Linked DNA regions of Ovis aries: region 1 is linked to region 2. A link is a contact called in public Hi-C data. All regions are on one chromosome and are shown on one strand. The core of a region is the stretch at or near the end of the contact, and the rest is flanking DNA. Distances in the headings are between cores, read along the strand shown.

Region 1 (4,828 bases), core at 105-2,604, 59 kb before region 2:
CGGGGCTGGACTTCGGTGTCCAGCCCTTCACCCTCCGCTTCAGCTTCCCCCAGGACACCTGGCTGACACACTCCCGCCACCTGTCCGCTTTGGACTGCTGGGGCCCTGGGCTGTCGTCAAACATGGGTACGGGCAGGTTCACCCGGCGGCGGGGAGGAGGCACGCTGGGTTTCTTCTCCCCTCGCCGGAGGAAGGCCTCCACCAGTTCCTCATCATCCTCGCTCTCCAGGTCGCTCCCGAGGAACTTGCTGCCCAGGTAACTGACGGGCATTTTGCGCACCTTCCTGCCACGGCCGGCGCCTTTGCGGCCCTTGTCAGCCTTGTTCCTGGAGGTCTCGAAATCGCTGAACTCGCTGTCACTGGCGTTACTGCTGTCATAAGTGCCCACGACCAGCCGGGGGGGTGGGGTCACCATCTGCTGGACTCTCCTCCTCACTCGGGGCTCCTTAGACTTTCTAGGGGGCTGGGGTGGATGCGGGGTGCTCTTCTCGATGATGCGGGCCACGTCCTCCAGGGTGCGGCCCTCTTCTTCCAGAAACTGGATCAGCCGTTCCCGAAATTCTGCCTCCTTGGTGGCCGGCTTGGAAATGACCCTCCAGACGCCCCCGGCCAGCCGGACCTCGCGGGGGATGAGCAGATAGTCCACATCTTCCCCAATCTGCAGCATGCCCACGGTGGAGTCCTCCTCCCGGCGGAACACCTTGCCGATTTTCTTAAAGGTCCCCACGGGCTTCAAAGCTTCGACGAGGACGTCCAGATCCACGTCTTTGCAGACGTCCGGGACGCTCCAAAGGATGAGGCAGTCGGGGGACGGGAGGAAGCCCCAGGGGAACCAGCCCCCCACATGGCTTTTCTCGAGCGTCTTTAAGATCTCCAGGGTGAAATCTGGGCTGGGGGCAATGAGCCCAAACTGCTCGTAGCCTCGAGTCTTGGGCGGGGAGAGGGGGGTAGGTTGCTCTCCCCGCAGCGCTGCCCTGAGAGTCTCACTTCCCACTTTCCTCTGCAACAAGTCCGGTCTCGATCCGCTCCCCGCGAAGGATTAGTGGGAATCAATTTCCAGGATGCTTACGTGAGCCGGGGTGAGGTCAGTTCTGAGGCTCCCAGCCCACTGCAAGCTGCAGACGCGGTGTCCCGGCTCCAACTGCGGGCGCACGGGCTGTCCGGTGGTTCTTCCTGTGCCACAGATGCGCCTGGAACTTGAGAGAGGACTTCGCAGACAAAGGCGGCTCAGCCTTGGCTATTCAATATGGCCGAGGCGCTCGGAGGCCGCGGCGCAGCTCCCCAGGAGGGTCTCCCACTCCTAGGCAGGCTTCCACCTCAGGCCAGGCTGACCTTGCCGCGCCTCCCGCCTCCCGGCCGAGGAGCGCGCGCGCGGGCAGGAAGTTCCTCCTCGCCGGCCCCCAGGATGGGGCCCACCTTCCCCCTTCTCATCTTACACTCCGGGACTCGGGAAGACTGACAGGGGGGCTGTCCACTCCCTTCGGGACGCCCTCATTCCCCTCCCCCACAGGGGTGTGGCCGCGCCCCGGGCCTCTCTGAGGCCCCGTCTTCCTAGCCGATCGCCCCGCGCCGAAGCGAAGCCCACGTCAGCAGCTTTCCCCGGGAAAGGCGGCCGTTCCCAAACCTGCCATCCCAAACGTGCGGGTTCCAGCCAAGCCCGGAAGGTGGGCGTGCAAATGGGGCAGTCCCTCTGAAACCCGTTGGCACGGTGTATTACTATTTTAAAATCACGTGACTTTTGGTATCCGCACTTCCTACCTATAGACCCAAACAGGTGGGTAGAGAACTTGGTACCAGCTCCAGGATGGAGCTTGGCACACAGTAGGTGCTCTAGAATACTTCTGAGTGAATGAATGAATGGTTGGATGGGATCACAGGCTTCAGTGGACAAGAGACTGAGCAAACTCCCGGAGATAGTGAAGGACACGGAAGCCTGGCTGTGCTGCAGTCCATGGGGTTGCAAAGAGTTGGACACAACTTAGCCACCAAACAACAGCAACCTGATCATCAGTAGAAACTCGGTTCTTTCAGTAAAATATTAGGCAGCTATGAAAAAAAAAGTAACTGAGGATAGTCACCTTTTATGGAGCACTGCTGCTGCTGCTGCTGCTGCTGCTAAGTCGCTTCAGTCGTGTCCGACTGTGCTACCCCATAGACGGCAGCCCACCAGGACTAGCTATGTATTAATACTAGACATCACTCTATTAATACAAATTAACTCATGAAATCTTCACCAAAGCATTATGAGACAGGTAATACGATGCTCATTCCCATTTTACAGCTGAGGGGAAAAAATCACTTGCTCAAGGTCACATGAGCAAGAAGAATGGGAACCTGGATTTGAATCTCAAATAATCTGACGTGTGTGTGTGTGTGGGGGGGGGGGCATGTTCACATGCATAGGCCAAATGGCATAGACAGGAGCATGTTCTCTTTGGCTGTATGACTGAGTGAGTGAAAGTCACTCAGTCGTGTCTGACTCTAGTCCCTGGAATTCTCCAGGCCAGAATACTGGAGTGGGTAGCCATTCCCTTATGCAGGGGATCTTCCAAACCAGGGATTGAACCCAGGTGTCCCATATTGCAGGAGGATTTTCTACCAGCTTAGCCACAAAGGAAGCCCAAGAATATGGGAGTGGGTAGCCTACCCCTTCTTCTGAGAATCTTCCCGACCCAGGAATTGAATCAGAGTCTCCTGCCTTGCAGGCGGATTCTTTACCAATTGAGCTATCAGGGAAGCTTGGGACGTATTAATGTTGCCAACAGTGGCTGTGTATGGGGAGGGGGACGGGGGACCCCCCAGAAGTGGCAGGCATATGTACTTTTCACTCTATATTCTGTTAGATGGTGTAGATTTTTTTTTAGCAATCGAAAATGTTCATTAAAATAAGCTAAATTAGGACTTCCCTGGTGGCTCACTGGTTAAGACTCTGTGCTTCCAATGGCAGGGGCACAAGTTCAATCCTTGGTTGGGGAAGTTCCACGTACCCTGCAGGTCAGCCAAAATAAATAGTTACACTTTTGAGGATTTCAAGATTTTTTTTTTTAGTTAAATTAAATAGAAGGTCCTCAGATGTGGCCACAGACCTGTGGGGTCAGAATCCCTGGGACTTGGGGCCCAGGATTTGCAAAGCTTCCCAGGTAACTTTGGAGGCCCACAGGTGCCTCCTCACAGTTCATTCAACAAACAGGCTCATTGCCACCTCAGGGCCTTTGCACAAGCTGTTCCCCAAGTCCAAAGAGTTGTGTTTCCCCCTCCTCTTGGCAATCTCCCTCTGCTCAAAGGTCATCATTTTATTGAAGTCATACTGCACTGCCCTCCCCATCAAACTATTGGGTGACCTCTACCCTCTCCAGGGCCTTCTAGCCCAAGAATCCTTAACCCGTTCTGTGCCATGGACCCTTTTCAAGATACTGTTTCAGTACGTAGGATTGCATCCATAAGACTGCAAAGGAGAATCGTTATAACGAAATAGAATTGTTAAAGAAAAATCCCAGCAACAACAAAATCTGTAAACTAACCACGTTAACATAAGATAAAAATAAACACGTGTAATTTTGTTTAAGTCACCACGTGTGATTTTATTTCACTCTTGAAGGAAACACGCAGATGTTTAGGGAAAGTGGGAAGGGAGCGAAAAGAATGGGAAGGGAAAGAGGGAAAGAAGGAAGAAAAATGCTTGAGGGCGGGGGAATGGGGGGACGGTTAAGGTCTCAGCGAGGCCTTTGCACAGTTATTGGCTCATTCCGGTTGTTTTTGTTTTTGCAGAGTCGGGTCGTTAGGCTTCGCTGGGTTTTCTCCTCCTCCTCCTTACAAACTCCATCCCAGTCGCCGCCGGGCTCAGCCCCCGCCGGGCCTCCCTTTTGCACAATTTCTCGCCTAGCCGCCCAGCGGTCTCCATGGCAACGAGGTGCGCTCCTCCACTCGGGTCGGCTCTAAGGAGGTGGGCGGAGGGTGGGGCGGGGCAGCCCCACTTCTCAGCTTATTACTTCCCTAAACTTTATTCCCCAAATCGGCTTCCCAGAGAAGCTGTTTTCTGGAAGCTGGAAGCTAAAAATCTCTAGGACACCTGTGGTTGAGAAAAGCTGGTTTAAGAATCTAACTCTGAGAAGCCAAGCCTTCCACGTGAGAATGACCTCGCAGATTAGGCGTCGGATTTTGTAACCGGTAAAAATCGTGTGTGTGTGGTGGGGGAAGGGGTGGAGGATTATCCTAGAAATAAAACCCTCAAATGTTCAACATTCTTACAAAAATTGCCAACCCCTTAGCCGTCCCGCTGCTGGGTGTTTTAGATTGCCTTCATCTCTGGCAGGCGAGATTCTTCAGCCGCCCCAGAAAAAAATGATAATTATAGCTCCCACTTGTATTCTTGTTTAAAAGAAATGAAAAAAATCCAAAGAGGATGGAGGAAGAAAACAAAACGTGGTTCAGATTTCTCTACCCAGCTGTACTTGGTTGCCACTTTAAAAAAACGATAATAAAAGTGACACATTTAAGAAAACGCTGAAGTTACAGAAAGGTGTAAAATGAAGAATGGCTCCCTCTCCCAGCCCCAAGCCTGCAGTCTCTCTCCACAAAGTAACCACAGTTAAAGCCTCTGTACTTTTCCAGAAAACAAAACAAAACAAAACTTCTTGCATGGGTAGAAGTTATTTACCCCATAAGGATTTTTAATATCCTGAATTATTTTCATCGCATCACTTACTTCCTCCTGGTATCTTCTTGTTCATTTATTTATTGTCTCACCCTATGAAAATACTGGGGATTCCCTGGTAACTCAGCTGGTAAAGAATCGACCTGCAATGCAGGAGACCCCAGTTTGATTCCT
Region 2 (4,863 bases), core at 1,830-4,329:
ACATTTTCAATGCAGGTGAGCCAGGTTTGATCCCTGGTTGGGGAATTAAGATCCCATATGCTATGCAGCCAAAAAAAGAAAATTAAAAATAATGTATGATTTGCTATGGAAAAACCTCAATAAACATGGAAAAACTATCCCTCTTTTTGGCACCATACACAATTTTAACATTTTATTGTAGAAAATTTTGCTAATTAAAGTTGGAATACTGGTTTTTATAATTAATCTCAATTTTTATTCATTTATATATTTTTTAATTGAAATATAATTGATGTACAATATTATGTTAGTTTCATAATACTGGTTTTAAGTTTTTGAGTTAAACTCAATTCTACAGAGGACTTTAAAATAAGCTATATCCGTCTTCTCATGCTATATAATAATAATAATGAAAGTGAAAGTCAGTCATGTCCGATTCTTTGAGACCTCATGGACAGTAACCCACCACACTCCTCTATTCGTGGGATTCTCCAGGCAAGAATACTCGAGTGGGTTGCCATTCCCTTCTCCAGGGGATCTTCCTGACCCAGGGATCGAACCCAGGTCTGCTGCATTGCAGGTGGATTCTTTACCATCTGGCCCACCAGGGACGCCACTGATAAAAATAACAATAATTGTAGAAGCAACACCGCCACCACTGGGGCCCAGCGCTGCCATATGTGAGAAAGGAAGCTTTGTGTGGGGATCAGGACTCCTGGGTTCTGCTCCTGCCTTGTCACCAACTTGCCCTGTGACCTTAGCAACTTCCTCCTCTTATCTGGCTTCAGCATCTTCCCTGTGAAATGGGAGGATTGGAGAAAGTATAGAAATGGTTCACAACCCTGGCCGCATGGCAGTCATCCGGAGAGCTTTTACAATCATGGATGCCTGCACCCCACCCCAGAACAACAGCTTCAAACTCCCTGAAGGTGAGACTAGGGCATCCCGACTTCTTAAATGTTCCCCAAGGAATCCCAATGAGCATCCAAGGCTGAGAATCACCATCCTTTATCTAGGGTTTGGAGTCAGTGGTTTTAAGCGAGAGTAGGACCCCAGATAAATTTGTTTTCCGTGTCTATGAGTCTGTTTCTGTTTTGTAAATAAGTTCATTTGCATCTTTTTTGCTTTGTTTTTTTGCTAAGGCTCAGCATGTGGGATCTGAGTTCTCTGAGCAGCGGTTGAACCCAGGCTCTAAGCAGTGAAAACACAGCCCTAACCACTAGACCACCTGGGAATTCCTTGGACTTGAATGTTTAAAAGACACTCTTCAACCCAATACACTGCCTTAAGCAGAAAAGGCTTTTTTTGGAAGGTTCAGAAGTGGGCTCAGACAGATTCTGACAGCTTGAAAAGAGACTTATCTTGGAATTTTTCTGTTAGATAGTAGTTCTGTTTAATTTCCTTCTACAGATGCATCACTTCACGTGACTGGATAAACAAGATCATGTGGGTGGTGATTTTTGTGCTCTTTGTGATTTCATTCCATCCCCCACCCCATGTTGCCTATAAATACTCCCTTTCCCCTTTATAACTGCGTTAACTAATAACTTTTGTACTTACTGCACACTTCATGTGTGCCAAGAGCTATTAGAAGCCATTTACACGTCTCCCAGTCACCCTGCAAGGCAGATACTATTATCCTCATTTTACAAATGAAGAAACTGAGGCCCAGAGAGGTCACCTGAGGTCACAGAGTCAAGCTTTGGCTGTGCTCGAATCTGACATAGCCGGACACACCTCTATCGCCTGACACAGCCGTCCTCACATTCTCATTGTTCGTGGACACCCAGAGAGATACAGAGGTTATTTGAGGTATTTTTTCACAATAAAAAGGGGGAGACCTGTGATATACAGCCCTTCATGGCTCTTGCTGTGCTTACTCAAAAGGATCCCAGTCCGTACATTCTGAGCACATAAGACCCCAGGGTGCTGTTGCACCACTGTTTCAGCCACTCTCCCAGCAAGGTCATTTCCCAGGGTCTCTGATATTCTGCCCACACAGATAAGCCATCCTGATTCTTGAAACCCAAGCCCCAGCCCAGCCTGGATTGCATTGCGCTAGAAATCTTCACTCCCCCCACCCCAACCCACTAATTGTCTAGTGCACAGCAGTGATTGTCTCAATTTGTAGTATGTACTCTAGCCTTTCTTCCTTAAATGTAACAGGTCGAATTAGACCACTAATTAGTGGTGTGCTCAGAATGTTTTGACACTTCTTCTTTTTTACTGGCCGTGTGTCTTGTGGGATCTTCCTTCCCCCACCAGGGGTTAAATCTGAAAGCAGTGAAAGCTCCATATCCTAGCCATTAGACCACCAGGGAACATCCCGACATACCTTCATTTTTTAATGAGCTAGGGGATTTCTGAAAAATGTGGATGTGGTTCTGACTTTTCTGGGGAATTAGAGGGACCCTGGAGAGTTTGCCTGGGCCTTGGTCACCTAAGCCTGGTTATTCAGTCTCCAGCCCCTCCAGAGAGCAAATTCAAGCAGCCTGACTTAAGACCCCACTCCTCCCTGAACAAAAACAGCTGTTTGGCATAAATCACACTGTTAGCTTAGACTCTCTGGCCCAAGGCTCCAGGTAAACAAAGAGGCTCTTATCAGGCAGGACTTTCCAAGGGCTTAGAGGTTCCCTCCCAGGAGACCAGTTCTTTTTTTTTTTTTTTTTTGAACATGCAGGGATGGAGCCCATTAGGTTAACCCTTTACTCCACAGGGAACATGGGCTTCTGACGTGGCTCAGTGGTGAAGAATCCGCCTGCCAATGCACTGCAGGAGACGTGGATTCGATCCCTGGATCCCTGGGTCGGAAAGATCTCCTGGAGAAAGAAATAGCAACCGACTCTAGTACTCTTGCCTGGAGAATCCCACGCATGGACAGAGGAGGCTGGTGGGCCCCAGTCCATGGGGTTTCAAAAAGAGTCGGACGCAGTTTATCGGCTAAACAACAAGCAGCGCAGGGAACATCGCTGGAGCCTATGAGGAGGAGGCTTGAGTGCTGGGATTGGAGGGAGGGGCGCGGCTGGCCGCACAATCAGGGGCCTCAGCTCTCTGGGACTCTGCAAGGGGGGAGGGAGGGTGTGGGAGAAGAGAGACAGGGAGAGACGCTGGGCTCAGAGAGGAGCCTGTGCTATGGCGTTTTCTGGTAAACCCTGTTCAAAGCCTACTGAGTGTCCTTCTGTTCCTTGGTCACATGAACAGGCTATTCATTCACACACACACACACACACACCCCACACGTCACACAGTCACAGATGTGCAGACACACGCCAAGACACAAAGACAGTCACAAACTCACAAACCATTACCCTCCCCTTTTAAAACGCCATGCGCTTGCTAGGACTTTCATACAATATTAACTAGATATGGGGACATTGCCTTGCCATGTTCATAATCTTAGGAGGAAACTCTTTAATCAAGTATGATGAAGTGTATGATGTAACATTTTTTTTTTTTTAATCAGAGGCCCTTTATCAGATTGACGAAAAATAAAATAAAGGCATTCCCTTCTCCAGGGGATCTTCCCAACCCAGGAATCGAACCTGTATCTCCTGCAATGGCAGGCAGATTCTCAGTCAGTGTGTCTTCAGGGAAGTCCTCCAGTGTTTTTTTGAATCACAGGGGGCTTCCGTCCCCAAATGCAGCCTGTTAGTGCCTCCCAGGTTGTAGTTTCAAATGTGCCAAGATTTTCAGGGAGGAAGCTCCAGAACTGGAGTTTTGACTCCAACCCAATCCTTATCTGGACCAGCCTAGCTGTCACTCACTACAACCAAGGAGAAAAACAGTGAGTCACAGATGTGGAGGCAATAGATACTGCCCTGTGGAGACCTCCTGGATTCCAGGAGGTGGAGACCTCCTGGGACCCCATCCTAGAGCCCATGGTGGTGTGACAGGGGAATAGAAAGCCACTGGGAGGATAAAATTAAGAGAGATTTTTGGAAGAGGGGTTTGGAGCCTGGCTCATCCCCTGTGATGCCACTCGTAAGCTGTGTGACCTTGAGCTACTTACTCAACCTCTCTGTGCCTCCATTTACTCATCTGAAAGGGGGATCATAATAGAGCTTTCCTCCCAGTGTAGACGTAAGAATTGAAGAAGCTATTGTGTCCGTGTGCCAGGGACTGGGAACTGCTACCCTAAGGCTCCAGGGGAGAATGAGAATCCACAGCAGGGGTTCTCCAATGGGTGGAGCATCAAAACCACCTGGAGAGCCTTTTAAAATACAGATTGCTAGGCCTCTCCCTCAGAGTTTGTGATTTTCTAGGTTCCGGGTGGGCCTGACAATATGCATTCCTAAGTTGATCCAGGTGGTCTCAGGACCTTACTTGGAAAACCACTCAGTTCAGTTGCGTCAGACTCTTTGCGACCCCATGGACTGCAGCATGCCAGGCTTCCCTGTCCATCCTGAAGCTTACTCAAACTCATGTCCATCAAGTCGGTGACGCCATCCAACCATCTCATCCTCTGTCGTCCCCTTCTCCTCCTGCCTTGAATCTTTCCCAGCATCAGGGTCTTTTCCAATGAGTCAGTTCTTTGCATCAGGTGGCCAAAGTGTTAGAGAACTGCTGGCCTACAGTAAACTCCACCTTCCACAGACGTTCAAAACACAGACAGAGCTTTGGAGCTTAAGACGATGGACCAGTGCCCTGCACATCGTAAGCACTCAGGAAACTCCGTCAGTCGCATGATCTTTTCTTTGAACACTACTTGATTTACAATGTCATGCCAATCTCTGCTGTACAACGAAGTGACTCCGTTGTACACATATACACATTCTTTTAAAATACTCCTTTCCATTTAACCACCTGAATTTAACCGTCAGTCCCAGAGCGCCTCCTGGTGGGCACCGTGGGCGCACCTGTAGCCACCGGGGAGCGATTTTAACC

What was found. Hi-C and Micro-C count contacts between places; a contact is called where the count stands out from the background.
Region 1: a contact with region 2 is called in a Hi-C map of hypothalamus, with 3 times the contacts expected there. The contact joins the promoter of CCDC8 here to the enhancer-like site in region 2. A contact is called at or near these places in 13 of 16 Hi-C or Micro-C datasets (blood, hypothalamus, liver and 7 more).

The regions. Positions count from the first base shown.
Region 1 is chr14:53,466,566-53,471,393 of ARS-UI_Ramb_v3.0, reverse strand. CCDC8 (coiled-coil domain containing 8) reads right to left here and starts at 1,354. Exons shown (of 1, transcript XM_027978517.3): 1 at 1-1,354. The coding sequence starts at 667. It overlaps PNMA8C (PNMA family member 8C), which reads right to left. Exons shown (of 3, transcript XM_060398136.1): 3 at 3,556-4,828.
Region 2 is chr14:53,409,102-53,413,964 of ARS-UI_Ramb_v3.0, reverse strand. The region is part of intron 2 of LOC114118010 (a long non-coding RNA gene); the gene reads left to right. Among named protein-coding and RNA genes, the nearest start is that of PNMA8A, 15 kb to the left of the region's middle. Within about 2 kb of position 3,079, at least 9 of the 54 cell types and tissues checked have an H3K27ac peak or open chromatin away from gene starts, as enhancers often do. A contact at or near this core is called in hypothalamus, where this site is marked.